Regions from separate parts of the Mus musculus genome. Here regions 1, 2, 3, 4, 5 and 7 are each linked to region 6. A link is a contact called in public ChIA-PET, HiChIP or PLAC-seq, Micro-C and promoter capture Hi-C data. All regions are on one chromosome and are shown on one strand. The core of a region is the stretch at or near the end of the contact, and the rest is flanking DNA. Distances in the headings are between cores, read along the strand shown. Region 1 holds the start of Rpl11 (ribosomal protein L11). Region 2 holds the start of Gale (galactose-4-epimerase, UDP). Region 3 holds the start of Stmn1 (stathmin 1). Region 4 holds the start of Aunip (aurora kinase A and ninein interacting protein). Region 5 holds the start of Pithd1 (PITH (C-terminal proteasome-interacting domain of thioredoxin-like) domain containing 1). Region 6 holds the start of Srrm1 (serine/arginine repetitive matrix 1). Region 7 holds the start of Mtfr1l (mitochondrial fission regulator 1-like).

The links. Promoter capture Hi-C pulls out the DNA fragments that hold promoters and counts their contacts. Hi-C and Micro-C count contacts between places; a contact is called where the count stands out from the background. ChIA-PET counts read pairs in DNA pulled down with a chosen protein or histone mark. HiChIP or PLAC-seq counts read pairs in DNA pulled down with a chosen protein or histone mark.
Region 1: an RNA polymerase II ChIA-PET map of memory CD8 T cells shows a contact between it and region 6, with 10 read pairs. The contact joins the promoter of Rpl11 here to the promoter of Srrm1 in region 6. A contact is called at or near these places in 2 of 115 datasets of contacts at active chromatin or transcription factors (embryonic limb bud and memory CD8 T cells).
Region 2: a contact with region 6 is called in an RNA polymerase II ChIA-PET map of memory CD8 T cells, with 53 read pairs. The contact joins the promoter of Gale here to the promoter of Srrm1 in region 6. A contact is called at or near these places in 2 of 39 promoter capture datasets (cranial neural crest and hippocampal neurons) and 1 of 115 datasets of contacts at active chromatin or transcription factors (memory CD8 T cells).
Region 3: a promoter capture Hi-C map of pre-B cells shows a contact between it and region 6, with 3 times the contacts expected there. The contact joins the promoter of Stmn1 here to the promoter of Srrm1 in region 6. A contact is called at or near these places in 2 of 39 promoter capture datasets (liver and pre-B cells), 1 of 115 datasets of contacts at active chromatin or transcription factors (memory CD8 T cells) and 1 of 9 other capture datasets (liver).
Region 4: a contact with region 6 is called in a Micro-C map of embryonic stem cells, with 12 times the contacts expected there. The contact joins the promoter of Aunip here to the promoter of Srrm1 in region 6. A contact is called at or near these places in 1 of 484 Hi-C or Micro-C datasets (embryonic stem cells) and 2 of 115 datasets of contacts at active chromatin or transcription factors (bone marrow-derived macrophages and pro-B cells).
Region 5: an H3K27ac HiChIP or PLAC-seq map of cardiomyocytes shows a contact between it and region 6, with 4 times the contacts expected there. The contact joins the promoter of Pithd1 here to the promoter of Srrm1 in region 6. A contact is called at or near these places in 1 of 39 promoter capture datasets (hippocampal neurons) and 3 of 115 datasets of contacts at active chromatin or transcription factors (cardiomyocytes, kidney and memory CD8 T cells).
Region 7: a contact with region 6 is called in a promoter capture Hi-C map of pre-B cells, with 2.6 times the contacts expected there. The contact joins the promoter of Mtfr1l here to the promoter of Srrm1 in region 6. A contact is called at or near these places in 2 of 39 promoter capture datasets (liver and pre-B cells), 2 of 115 datasets of contacts at active chromatin or transcription factors (large pre-B cells and pro-B cells) and 1 of 9 other capture datasets (embryonic stem cells).

The regions. Positions count from the first base shown.
Region 1 is chr4:136,051,872-136,055,091 of GRCm38.p6, reverse strand. Rpl11 (ribosomal protein L11) reads left to right here and starts at 1,699. Exons shown (of 6, transcript NM_025919.3): 1 at 1,699-1,744; 2 at 2,375-2,525. The coding sequence starts at 1,739.
Region 2 is chr4:135,962,346-135,965,458 of GRCm38.p6, reverse strand. Gale (galactose-4-epimerase, UDP) reads right to left here and starts at 1,734. Exons shown (of 11, transcript NM_001356493.1): 1 at 1,671-1,734; 2 at 3-125. The coding sequence starts at 120. It overlaps Hmgcl (3-hydroxy-3-methylglutaryl-Coenzyme A lyase), which reads right to left. Exons shown (of 9, transcript NM_008254.3): 9 at 2,791-3,113.
Region 3 is chr4:134,466,696-134,469,708 of GRCm38.p6, reverse strand. It overlaps Stmn1 (stathmin 1), which reads right to left and starts at 1,389. Exons shown (of 5, transcript NM_019641.4): 1 at 1,280-1,389.
Region 4 is chr4:134,509,367-134,512,488 of GRCm38.p6, reverse strand. Aunip (aurora kinase A and ninein interacting protein) reads right to left here and starts at 1,490. Exons shown (of 3, transcript NM_001081099.1): 1 at 1,320-1,490. The coding sequence starts at 1,397. It overlaps Paqr7 (progestin and adipoQ receptor family member VII), which reads right to left. Exons shown (of 2, transcript NM_027995.3): 2 at 2,252-3,122.
Region 5 is chr4:135,985,420-135,988,667 of GRCm38.p6, reverse strand. It overlaps Pithd1 (PITH (C-terminal proteasome-interacting domain of thioredoxin-like) domain containing 1), which reads left to right and starts at 1,424. Exons shown (of 6, transcript NM_025411.4): 1 at 1,424-1,730; 2 at 2,233-2,276; 3 at 2,650-2,727. The coding sequence starts at 1,533.
Region 6 is chr4:135,351,453-135,354,446 of GRCm38.p6, reverse strand. It overlaps Srrm1 (serine/arginine repetitive matrix 1), which reads left to right and starts at 1,301. Exons shown (of 18, transcript NM_016799.4): 1 at 1,301-1,350. The coding sequence starts at 1,330.
Region 7 is chr4:134,533,767-134,536,936 of GRCm38.p6, reverse strand. Mtfr1l (mitochondrial fission regulator 1-like) reads left to right here and starts at 1,550. Exons shown (of 7, transcript NM_029759.4): 1 at 1,550-1,687.

The DNA of each region.
Region 1 (3,220 bases), core at 450-2,949, 700 kb before region 6:
TGAGTTCCAGGACAGCCAGGGCTACACAGAGAAACCCTGTCTTGAAAAATACCAAAAACAAAACAAACAAACAAACAAACTGAAATTCTCATTATGTGTAGGTTTGAAAGGTTGGAAATGCTGGGGGGCTTCTGGCCTCCCTGTGTGGGTTAGAGAAGGGTACTGGGGGCAGCAGGAAGGAGAGGGCAGGCCCTTTTTCTACCGAAGGCGTCTGTGTTCTTCTTTGCCCATGCATTCATGTTAGAGAAACTGACTGACTCAAGGAAGGCCAGCATCTGCCTGGGATGTGGATCTTGGTGGTCCTCATCCTTGAGTTCAGCTTCTGAGGATTCAATGTAACCCTGGAAGGGGGCGTGTCCTATAGTCTGTAACTGATGATCTCTTCTCAGAAGCATCTGTAAGCCATTGTCAGATCTCTCTCTCTCTCTCTCTCTCTCTCTCTCTCTCTCTCTCACCTCTGATGTCCTTTTTCTTTTTAGCTACCATGTCTAATACTTCTTTTGGAAGGTGGGTGTTGCTTGGATGTTGTAGGCTTGACTTAATTATAAAAGTAACAACTTACATACTTCACTGAATTACACAGTAACCCATGACACAGAAGTAGCTGTTTTACACAAGGGGAAAACAGACAGAAGTAATTTTAATTAGTAACTAGCTAGTTGGATCAAACCCACACCTGCCTGTATTCACAGCTCAGGACTCTTATTTTCAAAATTTACTTTTTATTTATTAGTTTATCTGTATTTAAGTTTTTCCTGCACATATGTCCTTGTAAGTGTGTGCCTGGGGTCCTCAGAAGGAAGACAAGGGCATCAGACTGGAACAGCTGATTTAAGCCACTACTCTGATTTGTATACTTGTTAACATAGTTACAAAGTAAAGGGTCTAGAATCTGTATGGTTTCTTTTTATCTTCGCACTTATTTTATGTATGAGTACTCTATCTGCATGTACACCTGCATACCAGAAGAGGGCATCAGATCCCATTACAGATGTCTGTGAGCTACCATGTGGTTGTTGATAATTGAACTCAGGACCTTGGGAAGAGCTGTCAAGTGCTCTTAACTACTGCGCTGTCTCTCCAGCCTCAGCTGATTTTTTTGTTTTTGTTTTTGTTTTTGTTTTTCGAGACAGGGTTTCTCAGTCTAACCTTGGCTGTCCTGGAACTCACTCTGTAGACCAGAATTCAGAAATCCACCTGCCTCTGCCTCCCAAGTGCTGGGATTGAAGGCGTGCGCCACCACTGCCTGGCGTCTCAGCTTATTTATTTATAAAAATTATTTTATTTATATGGGTGTTTTGCCTGTATGCACACATGGCCTGATGCCTGTAGATGCCAGAAGAGGGATCTGTCTCCCTGGAACTGGAGGCACAACCAGTTTTGAAATACCGTGTTCATGCCGGGAATTTTGTTCTTAACTGTAAAGCCTTCTCTCTAGCCCTTTGCTCAACTGATTTAATGGACTTTGGGCAGTGACATCACTCAAGAACCACCAGGTTCTGAGACTGTTCTTGGAGTCATGGACTCAAGAACATACCAGCATCGGACAACCCACGACCTAGTCTTTTGCCCAAGATGACTGCAGTTTCGAGGACAGTCCACTAGAGGTGGCAGCGCCACGACAGCTATGCCTCTCTTTCCCCCTCTCCCCTCGTTTGTCTGCCTAGAAGAAAAGCCCGCCTCCTGACCCATAAGGCCACGGGGCCGGAAGTCTCCCTCTCTCTTCCTGTTCTCCACCATGGCGGTGAGTAGGCGAGAGTTGGCTTTGCCTCGCTTTCATCCGTCTCCATCCGCAGTCGGCGGAGCCCAGGGCGGCTGTCTCGCGGGTGGCCGGAGGAGGACGGAGCCCGCGAGGCTGTTGGCATTAAGCCCGGCGGGACTGGGCGGCCGTGGGGCACCCCCGCCGCATCGCCGCCCATCCTAAGAATGGGGCTCAGGTCTGCAGCCCCGAGGGCCCAGACGCAGTGTCTGGGGGCTGCCGGAAGTGCGAGCGCGACGTGCGGAGGTCCACGGCGGGGCCAAGGGGACACTTGCAGCTTGTGTGGTGCTGGGGAGTTTCTGCGAGTCCTACTCGCAGGACCCGTGCTAGCTTGGGAAGGGGGACGGCATGGCGCAGAGGCCGGTACTTCCTGTAGTTTTGATTAGGGTTACATTGTATACTTTCTACGATCTCTAGTGTCTGTTCCCTACTCGTGGATCCGCTTGGGATTCAGGCTCTCTCTCTGTGTTCGTTCTCTTCCAAACGCGGAGACCTTGGTGGTCCCGAGGGCTTAGGCGGGATCCGGGACGATAGAAGTCAGAGCGGAGAAGACCTTGGCTGTTTCTCGTCTCTGACGGGGCGGGAGGGTGTTGATGGCTGTGTCCCTCTTCGCAGCAAGATCAAGGGGAAAAGGAGAACCCCATGCGGGAACTGCGCATCCGCAAGCTCTGCCTCAATATCTGCGTCGGGGAGAGCGGAGACAGACTGACCCGGGCAGCCAAGGTGTTGGAGCAGCTCACAGGCCAGACCCCGGTGTTCTCCAAAGGTGAGTGGCGGTGGGCTGACCAGAGAGGAGTGGATCTGGAAAGCTTGCTTCATCTGACCGGAGCACGGGTGCAAATGGACTTATAACGTGAGCTGTCGTGGGCCTGGTTGACAGCTAAGAACAGGGTTAATACCGTACACTGTTGGCATGAGGTCCTATCCATGCTTTTATTTGTATTTGTGTGTGTGTGCATGGGTACTCTGTTTGCATGCATGCCCACATGACAGAAGAGGGAATCAGATCCCGTTTCTGTTGGTTGTGAACAACCGTGTAGGTCCTCAGAACCTGTTAAACCTCTGAGCCATCTTTCCAACACCCCCCCACCAGTGCTTCTTAACTTCTGGCTCTGCCTCAACTCACTTAAAATGAATTGTGATTCCCTTGTTTGGCCACATGACAGGAGTTACCTTGCTAGAAACATGGAGTCTGTTGCTAGTGTGGTTGTGGGTGGTCTGTGATTGGGTTTGGATACTGTTTCTTAGGACCACAGTCAGCATTTTGAAAACACTGGCTTTTGTCAGTTTTAGTCTCCCAATTAGAGCATAATCATTGGTTGGGCCTGATAGCCCACAACTGTAACCCCATTACCCAGGCTGAAGCAGGAGGATTGCTGCCAGTTCAAGGCCAGCCTGGGCTACATTTGAGATTTTTCTCTCTCAAGGAATGTAACAGTCTTGCTAACCTGTGTCTGTTAC
Region 2 (3,113 bases), core at 485-2,984, 610 kb before region 6:
ACCACGAATGGCGTTATGGAAGTTGTCAATGACCACAGGTGAGTAGCCTGCCTCCAGCAGCTCCAATACCGTGTGGCTGCCGATGTAGCCAGCCCCACCTGTGACCAGCACCTTTTCCATGGCGCCTGCTTAGAAGACAGAGTTTCAGAGGTGGCCGAGGCTTCCTGCTCAGGGCCTCACTCCAACTGGATGCTCGACCCCTACCTTCATCTTGGAGGATGTAGGGGTGAGCCCTAGTTTAAGGAGAGGTTCCAGAATCAGCCCTGGGTCTAACTAGCTAACTACCAGTTTCTGGCTGTAGGGGCTGACGTTTTGAACTCTCTCTAGGGCACAGTTTTCACCTCTAGAACTAATTATTGTACACACCCCATGTATTAGGAGGGCCCAATGAAGCAGTTTAAAGGTCTGCCACCTGCATATGTAGGACATCAGACACACCATGCTGTCTAGTTCCTGTTGACAGAGGGTGGGAAGATGGGCCTTTTGAAGACCCACCCTTCCTGCCTCCATGTCTGGAGTATGGACAGTCTCGGGCAGAAGAACATCGCTTAAGAATGGGAGGCTAGGATACAGAAAAAGGGACCTGTCCCTGTAAACTGACACCTTTTCCCCGGAGCAAAAGGTTCCTGGGTTTGATGACTAACATCTAGTGCTCCAACAACCCTTCCCCTGGAAGGTCAGTTGGGAGGAAGCAGTAAGAACGCCAAATGGCCTCAAGGGTGGGGTCCTTAGCCAGGAAGGCTGTGCCCAGCTCAGAGGCTGCAGTGCCAACAGCCCTGGAGTGGGTAGGGCTTCACCCCACCCTGGGGCAGCCAATAGCTCAGCTTTGGCCCAGCTGACTTGGAGCCACAGATCCCGCCCAAGGAGGGCAGCACCAAGTGAGCCGGTGTCGACGTGGATTTGGCTCGCTCTCCGCTGCCAGGTGTGCATCCCCACCCTGAGCAAACTGCTGGGCGGACAGAGAGGCAGTCCACACAGTGAGGCCTTTCATTTTCACGACCTGGCTCGCTGCCGTCTTTCTCCGAGCTGCCTCAAGTTTCTGCTGGGGTTATTCTGCTGCAGCCCACTGGACGGGGCGTCCAGTGCGACCCAGAATCACTACCCCGCACTTGTGCGTTATTTTCCCAACATCTGGATGTGGCAGGTGTTTCTACCAGCCCTGGGTACTAGGGTCTGAGCCCAGAGGCAGTCGGCCTGGGGTCACACAGCAATAAGAACTGACTAAGGGGGATCCCCGAGACTATGCCCCGCGACTCCCTGCAGCTCCCGCATTGCGCGAAGACGCGGGGAGGCGGTCGCTGAGGGGACTCTGGTGGCAGAAAGGCTGCTCTGAGGTCGCTCCGCTCCGGACTAGGGGATGACCTTGGTCAGCGGTCCCCTCCTCAGTTTTCCCTGTCTGTACAAGGCAGGAGAGCGGATGCTGGGTCTCAGCAGCCTGGGCGAGGCGGAGCTTAGCTCTGGACTTCGGGTCTGGGCTGGGAGCAGGAGCGGGGAGCCGAGCCCCGAATGAATGGGCTCGGGTGGCCCCCGCTACGGTTGCGGAAAACGCGAGCAGAAGGGGTGAGCCTGGCCCTGTTCCGAACACGAACCGACCCTCTTGGAACCTCCTCGCTCCCCACCAAGCATTGGCCCTTCCGAGCTCACTAAGCCCTTCATTCTACCGGCCGAACCTGCGGAAGCTCCAGCGCTGACTCCAGGCACCGCCTCCCGCGACCAGCGCCGCGGCCCCTTTAAGACCTGACAGCCCAGCCCGACCCCGCCCCTCCACGCCCTCCAGGAAACGTGTGTACTGGGTTACTGCCTGGACGGCAACCCTGGAGGGACAAATGGTCTGCACAGGCTTTAAACGCCTGCGCAGTGCGCTTCCATCGAGGGCGGAAATGAGGGGTGCGGACGCCATCCGGTTACCGGCGGGCTGTTGAGGAGAAACAAGGTCGGGACTGGGCCCTTTCTAGTCCCTCCACTCAGAGCCACTGTTTGTGTCAAACCCTTGGTCGGGCAGCTCCAGTTGGAGGACATGGCTGGCCCGGGCTGCGTCCAAGTTCACGTGGGAAGAAACCCGCGATGGCGAAGGAACCTTGACATTCACAGTAGCAATTGCTGTGCCCATCGCTGAGCCGCTGCCTCCCTCCCCCAAAGCTGTGTTTGCGCACCTGCCCCCGTATAGGGACTCAAGACACTTTTGTCTCGGTTTAAGATACAAAGCGGGACCGGGCGGTGGTGGCACACGCCTTTAATCCCAGCATTCGGGAGGCTGCTCCTGCAGAGGCCCCGAGTCCTGTTTCTGGCACCCACATACCTACCGCCTCTCATTACATAGGATGCCATGCCCGCTTCTGACCTCCGTTGCACATACCATACATAGCTGGCATTCTCTCACAAATACATAAATGAAGCTAAATCTTTCCTGGTAGTACAGGTCTTCAGGCCCAGCAGAATTTCAGTGAGTTTATGAAAAGGGAAGCTGAAGATAGCTAGCGCGTGAATAAATAATAATAATAATAATAATAATAATACTGTCAAGTTGACCATTGTGGAAGTTTGTTATCTCACTGGAAGCAGATACAGATGGATCCCTGGGGTTCACTGGCCAGCCAGCCTAGTCTCCTTAGCTAGTTCCAGACCAGTAAGAGATCTATCTTCCTGATCTATCTTCCTGCTCTGGAAACAGGCACGTTCTCAGAAGCGAGTCCTAGGGTGTTCCCCACAGCAATGATTTCCAGTCAGTGGTCTGGGGGCTTGGGTGTGGCGATGGAAGAGATCCAAAGATGAACCAGCCACAAAACCTTCCCTCTTCCCTCAGAGCAATTTTACTCCTCCACCCATAAACACACGTTTGAATGTTATATTAGAAAATTAAACCTTTAATTACATAAGCTGTTTTCAAAAAAATCACACACAGAGTGGAGATTTCGTTGGCAGATGACCACAGATGCAGATCAACCCCCACCATTCCAGCAAATGCTCTGCTGGCATAAGGGGAAACTGCTCTCTGTCCTCAGAGGTAGAACAAAGGCCCTGCGGCGGTGGACATCAGCTCTGTTGGCAGGCAGACTCACCCAGGGCCATCCCAAGCAAGTGCTTAGGCACAGCTCTGGGGAGCTGGCCCAGGC
Region 3 (3,013 bases), core at 140-2,639, 880 kb after region 6:
CCTGCTTTGTCTGTGTCTGCCACGGTGAATAACACCCAAGCTGGCAGCCAATGATATTCAAGTCCTATTGTTCCTAGGGTTTAAGCTACTAGCCTCACAGTGAGAAAATGAAGTTGTATGAACCTCTAGGTTTCTTTTGAGGGCAGGGTCTACTTAATCCAGGCTGGCTGTAAAATTACAATCCTCTTGCCTCAGCCTCCTCAGGGTAGAGGGGTGGGGTTTAGCCCACTGGGTTAACACTTAACATTTGCAAAGCCCTGGGTTCCATGTTCGATGCATACATGGGCGGGGGGGGGGGGCAGCTTCTGAGTGTTGAGATTACAGACAAGCGCCACCACACCCGCCTGAGGTTTGTCACATTTGATGCCTTATGTCGCAAACATTTTTTTCAACAGTTCTCGAGTATTTTTTTTAAAAAGATCACCATTCTTTTAGCCCCGAAGCGTATGACTAAAGGTTCCAAACACTAGACACTGCAAAAACGAAGCAACGAAAAAAAATGCATTTATCTGTAGCAGAGCACCCAACGCAGCAGACTACACAGCATGGGCGTGGTCCTGGCCCAGGCGGGCAGGCTGGCGGCCCGGGCCAATCAGAACACGCCCTACGCTCCGGCCCCTGGCCCCGCCCCTCGGCTCCCCGCGCCTTTTCGAATCTCCGCGAACCTCTCCACGCTCGGGAGCCCGCGCGCGTGGGCAGCGACAGAATGGGCGGGGCCAACGGTCCTCCGGGGTGGCCCCGCCCCTCTCGGGCTGGCAGCGCGCGGCCGTCTGCCCCCCAACTCCCGCCAAAAACACCTCGCGGACACGCAGCCCTGGGGTGGCTGTAGAGGGCTCGGTCGCACGGCCTTCACCCACTGACGGAGTGCCCAGAGCTGTCCGGGACCACCGCCCCGAAGCCCCGGGAGACCGGGCGGGCGCCGCCCCTCAGCAGCACGAGCGCCCCCAGCCTCGCTCTCCTTCAGACAATGGGGACCCCCCGAACAGCCGCGCCCGCCGGGCGGTAGATGCAGAGGACGGCTCACGCCTCCTATTGTCTCCACGCTCGCACCCGGGCTAAAGCCCAGCGCTGGCCGCGCCCCCTCCCCTCCAGCCCGCATCTCCAGGGAATAGGGACAAAAGCCAAGGCTCCGCCCGAGCTCCACACAAAAGACCAACGCCCCCCACCCGCTGGGGCTCGGGGTCTCCGCCCATCTCCTGTGCCCGGCTGGGGGACCCGCCGCGTTCCCGGCTGCTCCCCAGCCCGCCGTAGCCTCCGCCTAAGCCAAGCCTGCACCCACCTGCTCGGTCCGAGCCGCCTGGCCACACTCTGAGCACCAACAGACCTGGGCGCGCACAAAAGCGCCAAACAGCGGCACGTGACCCAGACCAGGCGCTCCGCATTGGCTGCGGGTGACGGCACGTGCCAGTCCCGCCCCGAAGCCTGGAGAGCACCGCCTCTCTGGAGAGAAGCATTTCGGGAATTGTAGTCCGGGCCAGGGGGGCAGGAGGACAATGCTAGGGGTGGGGCACTCCTGGTGGGGGGTCTCTCTAGGTGTTAGCCGGGACTAGCGTGGGTGGGTGGGGTGTCTCTGATCGGAAGAGCATTTGGCTGCGGCCGCAGGACTGAATCGGTTATGGGACTCTCTTTAGGAAAACTGCAGGGCGAGGTGAGGAGCAGGGGAGGGGTCGGTCCTAACCTACTTCTTTTAGACCTCGACCGACTGGACTCTACCTCTACCCAGCCATAGGAGTTTATTTGGCTCCCTAAGCAATATCCCTTTTGATGCCATACCCCTCCCGGTCGCCTAAAACGCCCGAAACCCTGTGACAAGATAGTGCCACTCCACGCCCCTGCACGATCCTCTACCCTCGGTGTCCTATCACGGACACACGGCAGCTTGTCACCTGTAGCGCAACAACGCAGTCCCTAACCCATTTCCTACTGGCAGATTACGGGCGTGGTTCTTCCCTTGGCCACTTGCATTCTACCCTTCAGCCTCCCGAGCTGGAAACACTGGGATCTAGGCAGGACAGCGGGAGGCTCTGGAATCTGATCTTGGGTTTAACAAAGCCACTAAGCTTAAAGGCAGACTCCATCTGGACTGCTAAAGCCTTGCGGTGACAGGAAAGGGAAGGGAAGAGCGATGGCAGTTCTAGATACACTTTGCTCCTTTTGTTCTGAAAGCACGTGCTCCCTAGAGCGGGGCTGGGCTCACTTTGAGAATGTAAACAAAAGGAGCCACAAGGTCACGGTTCCCTCTGGCCGGGATAAAGCAAAACTATAGCAGAGACACAAAGGAAATTAGCGTGACCCTGTCTGTCTAAGAACCTCTTCTCTCTGCTGACCAAAGCTGTGTCCCCACGAGGTGGTCATTTCCCCAAAGCACCTGCTCAGAAACTCTTCATTGGGTTTACCATTTTATTAATGGATTTGGTCTCTCAAAAGCCAACCCATACATACAACAGCTTCTGTGGAAACAATCCTAATTTTAAAACAATCCTACATCTGCTTAACCAAGAGGGAAGCACCCGAGATAAAATACAATAGGCATACAGGACAGTGAAAACTGTATTGTGCAGACAACGTACAAAGCAAGCAATTGGCAAAGTACAGTTGTCTGGAATATGCTTATAGAGGCATATTTTCCAGCAATTGCCCTTGCGTGGGGTCAGTCTCCCTCTGCCCCCGCCCCAGCCAGTCTAAGTGGTTCTTGCTTAGCATGTGAACAACAGGAGCCAGTTCTGCGCAGTGGAAGGCTTTTCCCTCTCAGAACGCAGTCTCACAATGGCCTGATGCTTCAACTTTCAGAATGGATCCCTGAAGTCATTTTTAGAACTGGACAGGAACGAGGATTAGACCTTTCTGAAAACTGAGAAGCTGGGGGAACACAAATGTGCAGAGACCTCCATAGCCACGAGGTTCGGGAACTTCTGAACCAGCACTTTGTCTTGAAGTCTTTGTATTGGATTTGGAGATGTGTGTGCAAGATCCCACCCATGTGATACATTTTTTTTTCAAATACAAGATATGC
Region 4 (3,122 bases), core at 241-2,740, 840 kb after region 6:
GCCAGGAGTATATCTCACAGACTATATGTTTACATTTCAGAACACATCGATTTATTACCTATTCCGAAAATGTTCTTTTTTTTGGTTTGGTTTTTTTGTTTGTTTGTTTGTTTGTTTGTTTGTTTTTGTTGTTCTCGAGACAGGGTTTCTCTGTATAGCTCTGGCTGTCCTGGAACTCACTTTGTAGACCAGGCTGACCTCAAACTCAGAAATCTGCCTGCCTCTGCCTCCCGAGTGCTGGGATTAAAGGCGTGCGACACCACGCCCGGCTCCAAAAATGTTAAGAGGAAAAAAATGTGAAAGTTTGTTACCCTCAAAAAATTACTTCAGCCAGGCAATGGTGGCCTTTAATCTCAGCACTTGGGAAGCAGAAGCAGGTGGCTCTCTGAGCTCAGGGACAGCCAGGACTACACAGAGAAACGCTGTCCCCGGGGAAGAAAATGACTTCGGTTGTAAGATGACTTTAAGAATCCTCAATTTTTCAGTCGGGTGTGGTTGCACACGCTGATCGTAGCACTAGGGAAGCAAAGAGGTGGATCTCTGAGCTCAAGGCCAGCCAGCTCTACACAGTGAGTTCCAGAATAGCCAGTTACATAACAGAAAAAAAACCCTGGCTCAAAACAAAACAAAAACCAAGAATCTCCAATTTTTCATCAGCAAAAAATGGTTAACAGCTGCTCTTTAGACTGCTAATCATACTATTTAAATCTCAGATCTCCACCTGTTCCATTCAATCTGCTTTAATAGTCTCAAATCAACAGCAATCTTTCTAAACTCCAAAAGTCACATTTCTCTTGAAACTACTTATGGGGACATATCATGTTCTGCCTAGGTAATTGGACTGATACTAGCATATAGCTGGACCAAACAAGGTAATATTACTTAAAACCCTAAACACAACGGCCAGCATAAGATGCTAAACAAGCAATTGTCTAACACTTGTTGGTAATAAGCGAACTGGGGGAACCTGGATTACTCAACCCTCTTTCACTAGTGAAAAAAAAAAAGATTAATGACACAGCCAACGCATATTAAACGCCCAATTAGTCTCCAGCACCCCAGGGATGCTCATTTAATGTTGGGCCAGATCCCCGATCTGATCTGCATTTTCCATGTTGCTGGTTCTGGCAAACTGGGTAGACCGCACCCTGTAGGTGACCAGTCGTGGAGCCCTTCCCAGCATGCCACAGGACGCCTGAGGCGCCAGTTCAAAGGCCTCACGCTGCCAGTCGCCCCGAATCCCGTCCTCCCTTTATGCCGACCCCCTCCCTTCAGGCGTCCCCCAAAGCCCGCGTATCGCCTCAATATTGGCGTCCCACCTGCATCTTCCGCCTCTTCAGCGCCGCCGCGTCCAACCACACACCACACGCCTCCTCCTCGGGCCCTCTATGCCTCATGGCGGCCGCGCACCGCGCACCACTGCAGCCGGCGTTAGCGCCAACCCGCGTTCAGATCTCCCGCCACTGCAGGAGGCAGGGCTCTGCCCGGCCGTAATGACGTAAGCCCCGCCCCTAACCACGCCCAGTGCGCTAAGGAAGCCGGGCGGTTCCCGGGAGCTCTTCCTGCTTTGCTCTTCATTCCTGTGTGGACTCTGCACCCTCTGCATGTGTAGGTCACTACCAAGTTTGGTTTGGCAGGACTGCACTTTTTTTCAGAAATATATATATGAATACATATTATAATATGTAATATGTATCCACATATATAATATGTACTCATATAATTTGTGACTATACTATATAAGTATTATAGAATACATGATAAAATAAAATACATGCATATACTCTATAAGTGAGTGTATATTAATATATTGTGTTGATATATTTATGTAAATATATTTATGCATAATTTTTAAGAATTATGTTGGGGGGTGTCTGTAGGCATGCGCGCATGAGCATAGGTGTAAATGGAGGACAGAAGAGTAGGATTCCGAGGATGGAGCTAGAGTATAGGCTCTTCTGAGTCACCATATAGGAGCTAGGAATCAAATCAGGGTCCTCTGCAAGAGCAACCAGTGCTCTTAACCGCTGAGCCATCTCTCCAGTCTCAGACTGCACAGTTTTACTCCAGAGCCTCCCCTCCTGGAGCAGTGGAGCCAGGTTCTAGACCCCACTCTAAACCCTTTTGTCCCTGGCTGACCCAGTGGTTGGTTACCCGACACTAGGGGTTGCCACTAATTGGCATGTAAGAGTAACTGAGCCAATACATGGAAGATCTTTGAAAACATGAAATAAAAAATCGAATCAAGGAATTGGGTGGTGGAACCACAGGCCTTTAATCCCAGCAGAGGCAGGTGGATTTCTGTGAGTTACAAAACAAACCTGGTGTACAGAGCAAGTTCCAGGACAGAGAAACACTGTTTCAAAAAAAAAAACAAAAGAAACAAAATTGGAATCCAGGGATGAGGCTGTAACTTCATTTGTTAGAGTGCTTGTCTAGCAGGCATGGGAGGCTTAAATGCAAACACTTGAGAGACAGAGGCAGGCAGATCTCTGTCAGTTCAAAGCAGAACTAAAAGAAAGTTTGTAATTATTATTTAGAGTTACAGGAGATTGTGAGCCACCCAATATGTGTGCTGGAAATCAAACTCAGATCTCCTGGAAGGGCAGGACACACTCTTAACCAGTGAGCCCTCTCTCCAGCCCTGGGTGAATATTTCTTGTAACTTTTCGTATGTCTGGTTTTATATAAATTTTATATATGAATTTCATATGTATTACACGAAAACCCTTAGAATATATTATAAGTGGCGGGACATGTCCTATCTGTTTCCTTATTCATCTGCAGTTCTGGGGACTGAATGAAGTGTCTCATGCAAGGCTCTTCATGAGCAGTTCCCAGTCCTTTCTTTACTTCCAGACAGAATCTCTCTGTTTCCCAGGCTGGCAATCTGGCCGATCTTTAATCCCTCAAAATGCCAGATAGGAATATAATTACACACATGCGCACACACACACACACACACACACACACACACACTGCATTCCCAACAACAGTTCTGTGAGACCCCAACTTAAAGTGTTTCTCCCTGGAAGGTAAAGCCCCTAAATGTTCCCCAAGCTTGTTTTCCCTGATCTCTAAAAACACAGCCAGAAAGAAGCTCTTTGTTCTCTATAGCCAGC
Region 5 (3,248 bases), core at 175-2,674, 630 kb before region 6:
GTAGATCAGGCTGGCCTCGAACTCAGTCTGCCTCCCGAGTGCTGGGATTAAAGGTGTGCTCCACTGTGCCCGGCTTCTTTTTTTTTTTTTTTTTTTTTTCCCTTAAGATTTATTTTATGTATATGAGTACACTGTAGCTGTCTTCAGACACACCAGAAGAGGGCATTGGATCCCATTACAGGTGGTTGTAAGCCACCATGTGGTTGCTGGGAATTGAACGCAGGACCTCTGGAAGAGCAGTCAGTGCTCTTAACCACTGAGCCATCTCTCCAGCCCACATGTTGAGTTCTTGAATCACATTCTTCCCTTACTATTCAGTGTGACTACTCAACAGATACTATCCTGCCCACGGAACAGAGAAAAATGACTCAGAATAGGAAAAGGTGATATTTTCCTAGTGTCACACCGTCAGGGACAGACCCAGCATTCTCACCCCAGGTCTGGTGGTGAGTATACCTTCTATCAAGAAGGTAGCTATGGGCTATGAAGATGACTCAGCGGCTAAGAGCATTTGCTGTGGAAACACAAGGACAGAGTTCAAATCTCCAGCAGTCACATAAAAGCCAAGCACAGGCCCAGCAGCAAGCCCAGCTTTGGAGGGTGGAGCCTAGAAGCTCGCTGACCATTTAGCCTAGTCTAAATGGTGAGCCTCGAGTCCGGTGAGAGACTGCATCAAAAAAATATGATGCTGCTGAGCAGGATGGCCCATGCCTTCAATCCCAACGCCCCGGAGGCGGAGGCAGATGGATTTCTGTTGCGTTTTATGCCAGTCTGATCTACACAGTGAGTTCCAGGCTCAGTAGATAGTTCCAGCCAAAACTAGGTAGTAAGACACTTTATTAAGGGAAAGAGCGCGATAAGCCACAGAAGACACCAAATAGATAGATAGATAGATAGACCCATGATAGATATATAATAAATGTAACTAATTAAATCTAACACCAGATTTGGTGGTGCGTGCCTTTAATCCCTGAATTTGGGATTTGGAGGCAGGAGGGTCAGGAGTTGAAGGTACATAGATCATCTGAGGTCAGCCTGGGGCACATGAGAAACTAGCTTAAAAATATGGAAGGAAAGGCGGAGAAAGGAGACAGAGAAGGAAAAGAGGCGGGAGAAAGTAGGGGGTAAACAGATGAGGTTAACAGGGCGTCAGGGGGAGAGAGGAGGCAAGCTTTGCTGTGCTGTCGGCCCCGCCTTATCCACCACGCCGGAGAAAGGTGGCCGCTAGGGAAGAAAGCGCACGCTTTGGCTCGGGAGGGGAGGATTCGCGTCCCTGCCACGCGTCCCCAGCCCTACAGTTTCCACGCTTGAACGGTACCACTGAGCGACACCGCCAGCGTCCAGCTCTGCTGGCGCAGGTCCACGTCAATCCCTCCCGGCCCCGCCCTCTGGGCCGCGCGCGCATGCGCCGCGCAGGGGCGCCTTTTACGACGCCTCGGTGGCGGCGCTTGGCGGTCGTCGCGGAGCCGAGTGAGCTCCGGGTGAGCGGCGGTGCCGAGGGAGTCACAGGCGAGCCGGCGGGCGGCGTCGCCATGTCGCACGGCCACAGCCACGGCGGGGGCGGCTGTCGCTGCGCCGCTGAGCGCGAGGAGCCGCCCGAGCAGCGCGGCCTGGCCTACGGGCTGTACCTGCGCATCGACCTGGAGCGACTGCAGTGCCTCAACGAGAGCCGCGAGGGCAGCGGCCGCGGCGTCTTCAAGCCGTGGGAGGAGCGGACCGACCGCTCCAAGGTGGGCGGCCCGGGAGCCCCGGGGCCTCGCAGGGTAGACAGACAGGGAAACTGAGGCCCAGAGGAGCAAGGTGGGCGCTTTACCTCCCTTCCGAGGCGGCGAGGGCATGTGAGGGAGGAGAGCAGAGAGGACTGCTGTCTCTTCCTCTGACCATTGGTCCAGATGGCTGTCCGATGGCCTCACCTGGCCTGGGGTCGCGATCCGTACTTCTAACCTGGAACCCAGACCCCTTTGAGAGCCATTTGAAGGTTCTCCAGAAGGGTACACAGAAGCACTGGTCTTTTGAGTTCGCAGCCTGGGAAACCCCCATTAGAATCCCTCTAAGAGGGGCCGTGGTGATTAGAATATGGAGACTGAGCAGCTCCCAGCTATGAGGACCTGGGCGCGGGTTGTTGGGACAGGTCCATTTGCATCGCGACTCAGTTTGTAGAACAGGGAGGCCAGATGCCTGAAATTGTAGTTTCTCAGCAGATATCTGTTGCTTCCTCCCCATGCACCGCAGTTTGTTGAAAGTGATGCGGACGAAGAGCTCCTGTTTAATATTCCGTAAGTATCTCCTTGGCTCTTGCCTCAGGCAAACTGGGCTGTACCCAGTTGTCTCTTCGGATGACTTCATTTGATGGCTATGTCAAGAGTGCACACCTGTGTCTAGAAATGGGGTAGATTTTCTTTGGTGGGTTTGAGAAAGTAAGTATAGGAGCTTGTGTGTGTGTGTGTGTGTGACTACACATGCATTTGTCGAATTATAATTGAGGTGATTACATTTCTTGGAGGTATGGAATGACAGGGTCTTTGAAAGGACTACAGGTGGCAGATGAGTCAGCTGAGCTAAAAGGGAAGGGTCTTGTCAGAGTCACATGGCTGCTGGTCCTCAGGGTTCAATCCCAGGTAGACAACCTTCTCTTTGGAATTCTGGCAGGTTTACGGGCAATGTCAAGCTGAAAGGCGTCATCATAATGGGCGAGGATGATGACTCGCACCCCTCGGAGATGAGACTGTGAGTAGTGAGGGCTTCGGCCCTCGGGAGACTCCCACCTAGCTTTTGCTGGTATATTTTATTCCAGGGATATGGAGATGGCTCAGTGGGTTAGAGGGCTTGCTGCATCAAGTATGGGGGATCAGAGTTCAACAACAGGTTGGCCTTGTTCTTAGTTACATTGAAATGCATGTAGTGCTTCTTGAATTAATTACATAAATAATTTAAGATGTATGTATATGTGTGTGTGTGTGTGTATATATATACACATATACATACACACACACACACATGCGCGCATGCGCCTTCATTTTTGTGACAGGATCTCTTGTTTTCTGAACTCCTACCTCCCAAGTTACAGATGGGTGCCACCATGACGTTCCTTTGAGACAGATTCTCCTTATGTAGACCAGGCTGTCCTGGAAGTCACAGAGATCTGCCTTCCTCTGTATTCTGAAAGCTACCCTACCCAGCTGACTTTTTTTGTGTGTTGTGTGGTGCTGGGGATAGAACACTAGGCCTTGTGAGTATGAGGTACCTGC
Region 6 (2,994 bases), core at 52-2,551:
CTTGGCTGTCCTGGAACTCACTCTGTAGACCAGACTGGCCTTGAACTCACAGAGATACCTAGGGTTTTCAACAGCATCGTTCAGCATCCGGGCCTCCTTCAGAATGGATGCTGGGTGGCAAGGTCAGGAACAGGGCTATCTGTGACAGAACTAGTGCAGGAGTTCAACTCAGATAAGGGACCTTGGGCCTCCATCATAGTGGCATGTGTGTTTCCTGAGGGCTTGGGAGTGGGGTGTGCAGGAAAGAGGACTCTCAACAGCAAGATTGTCCTAAACAAAAGGAAAGCTACTGCCATCTACAGAGACAGAGAAGGCTCAAAGACAGCCTCTCTGATTTCCCTGCTATTTCGATTCATTTGATGATTTTGATGGACGAGACGAACCTAGTCATATCTGGTCTGTGGGCGTTCAAATGGGAAAGTCAACCCCCTTTAAGTAGGAAAGCCAGGAAAAGAAAAAAAAAAAAAATGCCTGGAGACATTCGGGTTTCTACACTAGCACTCCTAGGGCAGACATGCCCACTTCCCGACTTTTCCATGAAAAAGCATTAGAGGTGCGCGTGTCTGTGAAAGATGGAATGTTACAAAGTGGCCCCAGAGAAACTTTTCTGGAGAGAAAGCGCTTGGTGAGCACATTAAAGGGCCGGTTTTGGCCCTCTTCCACTTCCTGCCCTTCGGCGTGGTTTCGCAGCAGAAGCACAGAAAGGTATCCAATGGACACCTCAAGAACAAGCCAGATGCGACGCACATCCGGCGAACACGCGGGCTTCATACGAGCTGACGCTGCAGGCTCAACCCCGCCGGCAACCTCCCAAAACCCACTCCTAGCTCAACTTTCACAATGACAACAACTGGCGTATCGGGCCGCCCCTAAGCAAGCATTCTCTTTTATGACTACCCATGCACCCCAGGACTGAGGCTTCCCCCCCGCCCCCCATCTCCCTTCAACTCCCCACATCCTCCCACTACGGATCAAAGGAAGGATCAACTCAAGTCGCGCGAACACCGCTGATCATGCGCCACAAAAAAAAAAAAAAAAAAAAGATCGGTAGGGTTGGGCGACCCAAAGATTCTCCCTCCTCTTTCCATTGGTTCCAGTCGCCCAGCTCGCCTCCCCTCCTAGCGAAAGGCTGCCGCCCTGGTGCGCTTGCGCATGCGCGTCGTTCTCGTGGCGCACTGAGCAGGCGCAGCCGCAGGCCCGCCGGAGCGGGGCGGGTGTAGCGGCGCGCGCAGCCTCCCGGCGCTGGGCTCCCTTCTGCCGGTCCCGCCCTCCGTCGCGGCGGCGCGGTGCACGCTGGGATAGGGAGCGATCTCCGAGCGAGGCGGCAAGATGGACGCGGGATTCTTCCGCGTAAGTCCGAGCGCGGGGATCCGGGGAGAGGCGAGAGGCTTGTTTGTAAGACCCGAGGGGGAGGCGCTCAAAATCCCGGACAGGACGGCCCGCGGAGGAAGGCCTTAGAGACCCCGAGGGGGTTCGTGGGCAGCGTCCCCCGGCCTCGGCGTTGCGGCCGAGACCGGTGCGCCCCTGCGCAGTCTCCTCCTCCGGGATCGTCCCCCCCTACGCGGCGGTGGCGGTGGCCGGAAAATGGCGGCGGGAATGGGCTGGAGCCGAACCTCACCGGCCGCCTGGCGAGGCCCTGTAGGCCGGGCGCCGCGCCGGCCGCCCGGGCTCGGGGCCTAGCGGAGCCTCAAGGAGGAAGTCTTTAGGGGGAGGCCGGTGGGAAGCCCGGGGCGGCTGCGGGGTACCGGTTGTATGGTTTGGGGCTCCGTCCTGAGAGGTGTTTGAGGAAAGGGGCCTTATTATTTTTTTTTTTTAGTGGCAGCTTTGGAGAAAATGGGTGCCCCCCCCCCAAACCCCGACGTACAGCGTCCACCCTCTGGGTCTTAAGCTTTCCCGGCGGCGCAGGGTCAGAGTTCGTGAGCGCTCCCGCCCAATTTGATAGCTCTTCGGGGAGGGGAGCTTAGATAATTTGTAGTTGGAACATTTGAATCGGAGGCTTTTGGAGTGAACGGTGTGTGCGAGGGTGGAGACAGATTACGGTTGTGACTCCGTCGCGCTTCCCGCTCTTCGCTAGCACCCTTTCCCAGCGGCCCATGTCCAGGCAGGGGACGTTACCTTGGAGGTGGTACATAGATCCCACACAGTAAGGCAGTTTATTAGGTCCACTTTGGAAGGAAAGTAGCTACAGGTCGAGATCTAGATGTATGGGAACGTACACTTGTGGGATTAAAAGTAGCAACAAACCCTTTAGGAATCGCTGATTCTTGTAATGCAGAGTAGAACCTTGTAAGACAGCTTGGTAAAAATCCAGATACCAGCTCTCTGTCATACCACTGCTTAGAGTTTTGCATTCTCTGAATCAAGCATATAGTTTACAGTTTGTGTGCATTTTTAAAGAAAAAATTGGAAGGCGGGGGAAGGAGGAGGGAGATAATAAAGGTGCTTCTTGTATGTGGTTCATGAGAGCTTGCCTAGTATGAACAAGACACTGGGGTCTATCTCCAGCACCTCAGATACTTGCACTACAAACTAGGCACTTAACCTTTGTAGTCAGTACTCATTTCTTATGGCACCGAAGTTAACACTTAAAAACAGTCGAAGGTTTCTTTCACTTGTCAATTGTCTCTTTTTCTCCCCCCACCCCCTTCAGTTTTTGTTTTGCCTTTTCAGGAAGTGGTTTATGTGTGTAGCCTTGGCCATCCTGGAACTCTGTAGTCTGTAGGCCAGGCTAGCCTTGAACTCAGAGATCTGTGTGCCTCTGCCTCCCGAATGCTGGGGTTGAATGAAGACTTGCACCCTGGCCAGGCTTGTCAGTTATTTCTAGTGGAAAGGAGATTGAAGAACTAAAACAAAGCGATATGTCAATTTTCAGGCGAAGATGTCCTTTGAAAAGGACAGGATCTGGAAAATAACCCACTTTTTAAAATATTCTTTTTACACTTACTTAAATGAAGTAGTTTTGTTTTCCCTGGGTTGGGTCTTTTGGGGGCAGGG
Region 7 (3,170 bases), core at 301-2,800, 820 kb after region 6:
AGACCTGTAAGTCATATAAAGTACTCAGAAATTGCTGGTTGTTTGTGAGCCTAGAGGCTGTCTGGGGCTGAGAAAAGAGAAAAACAAACCTGGGTATTCCCCGTAGTTAAAACACTCCTGGGAACATCTTGACCATAAGATAAAGAGGAATGTGAGGACATAACAGGGCTATCTGAACTGAGTCAACAACTCACAGAACTCTGACACCCTGCACGTACATGTAATTTTTCTCCTGATGTTTGAATAAGCCAATAGTGTGTTGCTATGCTGAATTCCACACCCCTAAGCCCCTTACCCCATAAAAACCCCTAGCTTTCCAGCCTCGTGGCCGACATCCGTTATCTCCTGTGTGGGATGCATGTCGGTCCGGAGCTCCGTAATTAAACGACCTCATTTAATTCCATCAAGATGGTCCTTCGTGATTTTTTGGGTGCACACCGAATCGGGAATTGAGTGGGGGTTTCCCCACTAGGTTCTATCAGTGGCTTTGTCGCTGATAGACTATCTGACAGTGATACCCAACAATCAAAAAGGAGCTGAGAAATTCCAGCTATCTATCTTGGCATGTGCCCTACCGGTGTTTAGAAGTAAATGTCTACAATTGTGATACAACTTCCCTGGGATTTAGCACAGTTGCAACTGTGCAGGTTTTTGTAGCCTGGAGCAATAGGCTTTACCAATTCACCTAGGATGTAGTATATTCTGTAGGTGTGTGTACGTACTCACTCTATAATGTTTGTGTAACTCAGTCACCTAAGGACACGTTTCCCAAAGAGTACCCGTTCTTCAGCAACATATAACTGTAATTTCCAGAGGACAACAATAGAGAAATAAAGCATGTATGGGTGTAGTAAGGCAGGTCTGGGCATAATGCCCATTGTGACTGCACAAAGCTGTCCACCCACGAATCCAAAAGATTTGTCCCTGGCAGGTGGGGATTATAGGCTTTGGGAGAACTGGTGAGTCAGGCAAAGCCACGTGCAGAGAAGAAAGTGTATGCCCATTAACTGGATGCCATGGAGACCGGTAGAAAGAGCGACCTTGAGAGCTTTGGTGTCTCCGAGTGCCATCAATCCACCCATCTCATTAACAGACTGAACTATGCTGCACACGTGTGTACGTGTATGAGCGTGTGTGAGACAGAGAACTTTAAAATAGAAGACAGCTATTCCGAAGCACTGGAGGGCATGCCTGAAAGGCGAAAGCAGCCATTTTTGCTGGGGGATGTATCTGGGGGAGCATGAAATGGGACGAGGGTCCAGACTAGATAGGAAAGGCTGAAATGCCAAGATGAGAGGATTCGGAGATCTGCAGCAGGAGTATGGACTATTTCCAGTGCTGAGCAGCAACACTGGCAGACTACCGCTTCCCAGAAGTTTGTTGACACTAAACACGGGAAGCAACTCCTACGGCAGCAACTAAACTTGGGAGGAAAACTCCAGCGGGATGCGCGCACAGACTTCGTGCCCTCCCCCGGAGGGGTGAGGGCGTGGCCCGGGGAGGGGTGTGGCCTCCTGGCCGGTCTGCCGTCCACTCAGAGCCCGCGTCCATTCCGGGCCCCTCTCTAGGCCCGCCTCTCCTGGGCGTGGTGCTCGCCGCGCAGCTGCAAATGATTGCTTCCGGAGGCGGGTCAGCGGAAGTGAGGGACTTCGAGGCCGGGCCGCCCGCTGGGGTAGGAGGGGCTGAGGTGAGTGTGGCGCTGGAGTCCGGGCTAAGCCCGATGCGGGGTCCCACAGGAGACGGGCTCGGTGAGCGCCCTGGGCCGTCGCCGGCGTCTCCGTCCCGGCGCAGGGGAGCACGCGTTCCCTGTTCCCGTGCAAGTTCTCGCGGGAGTCGCCGCTGTCTGCCCCCCTCGGTGAGGGCACTGGTCCCCAGGCGTAGTTGCTGGCCGTGTCACCCAGCGGTTGGGGTCGCCCCAGCCGTTGGAGCGCGGTACGCCCCGGGCCGCGCGGCGTATCTGGGACCTACGCCGGCCTGGAGGCTACTGAGCGGCCCGGCCCGGCCCGCGGGTCCAAGGGCCGCTGGACGCGCGGTAGGAACTTGGCCGACCTTGGCCCGGGCCGGGTCGCCGTCGCGGGGGTGGGGACCCGTCGTTGAGGGCGCAGGGGGCTGCATCTTGCTGGCCACCGGCGCCTCGTGAGACCCTCGCGCGCTCTGCCCGGGTGTCCGCCGGGCACCGCTGGGCTAAAGTTTCTCCCTGGCCCAGGACCTGCCGGGTCGAGGCGCTCTCGGAGCAGAGAGGGTCTGCCGAGAGTGGCCGCACGGGAAGACGCGGGCACGGCCAGCGCAGAAGGAGCTGCGGCAGCGCCGATGTGCGGAGGGAGAGCCGGGGCTGCGGAACCGGCTAGAGCGTCTAGCGGGCACGCGGGGGGCGGGGCCTCGAAGCCAAGTTAGTGTCGCCTACAGCGGTTTCTTAAAAGCAAGCCAAGTGCTTACAGCGGCTGCCGGAGGCCGGGATATGGGCCGTTCGGTTACTTCCATTTCTGTTTTGAGCACCCTCGGAAGGCGATCCAGGCTGCCACGGAGTGAACTGCGAACCCCAGGCTGCCAGGGACAGAGTGATGGATGAGCTGGGTGCTGAGGGACTGAGATAAGCTGGATAAGTTGGGTCCCACAGAGGCAGTGGTATAGACTGGGGCACAGATAGGTGTGTTGGGAGCTGGTAGCCCGGTAGTAGCATGGCCCCAGCAGAAGACTAGGGAGTGAGTATGGTCGCAGATCGTGTACTTGCCAAACTGTATTAGAGCTTGGTCTTAAGAGAGCTGGAAGATGGGGTATATCCTGCTGGCAGGACTGTGGAGTCTAGAAGAGAGTTGAAAGATTTAAACACCAGAGTAATAGAACCGGCAGCTTGTTAAACCCGAGGTTTAGATTCGGTTGGAGTCTTTGGAGATGAAGCAGGACAGGAGAGGGCGTAATGGCAGGAGTAGCACAGTTAAGTGGCCTTTAGCAAGAAGTCTGGCACACAGGGACTTTGTAGGCTTGAACATGGCTGCACATATCAGAACCTGGACCAGACTTTAGACACTGTCCACTGAACAGCCATTTGGTGACTGGCTAGACAAGTTCTTTCCTCTCTCCATGTATACTCTCATGACAACTCTCTAAGGCAGAAGAGGAACTCCAGCTCTCCCTTAAGAGATGCCGACCATCCAGTTCATCTCCTCACT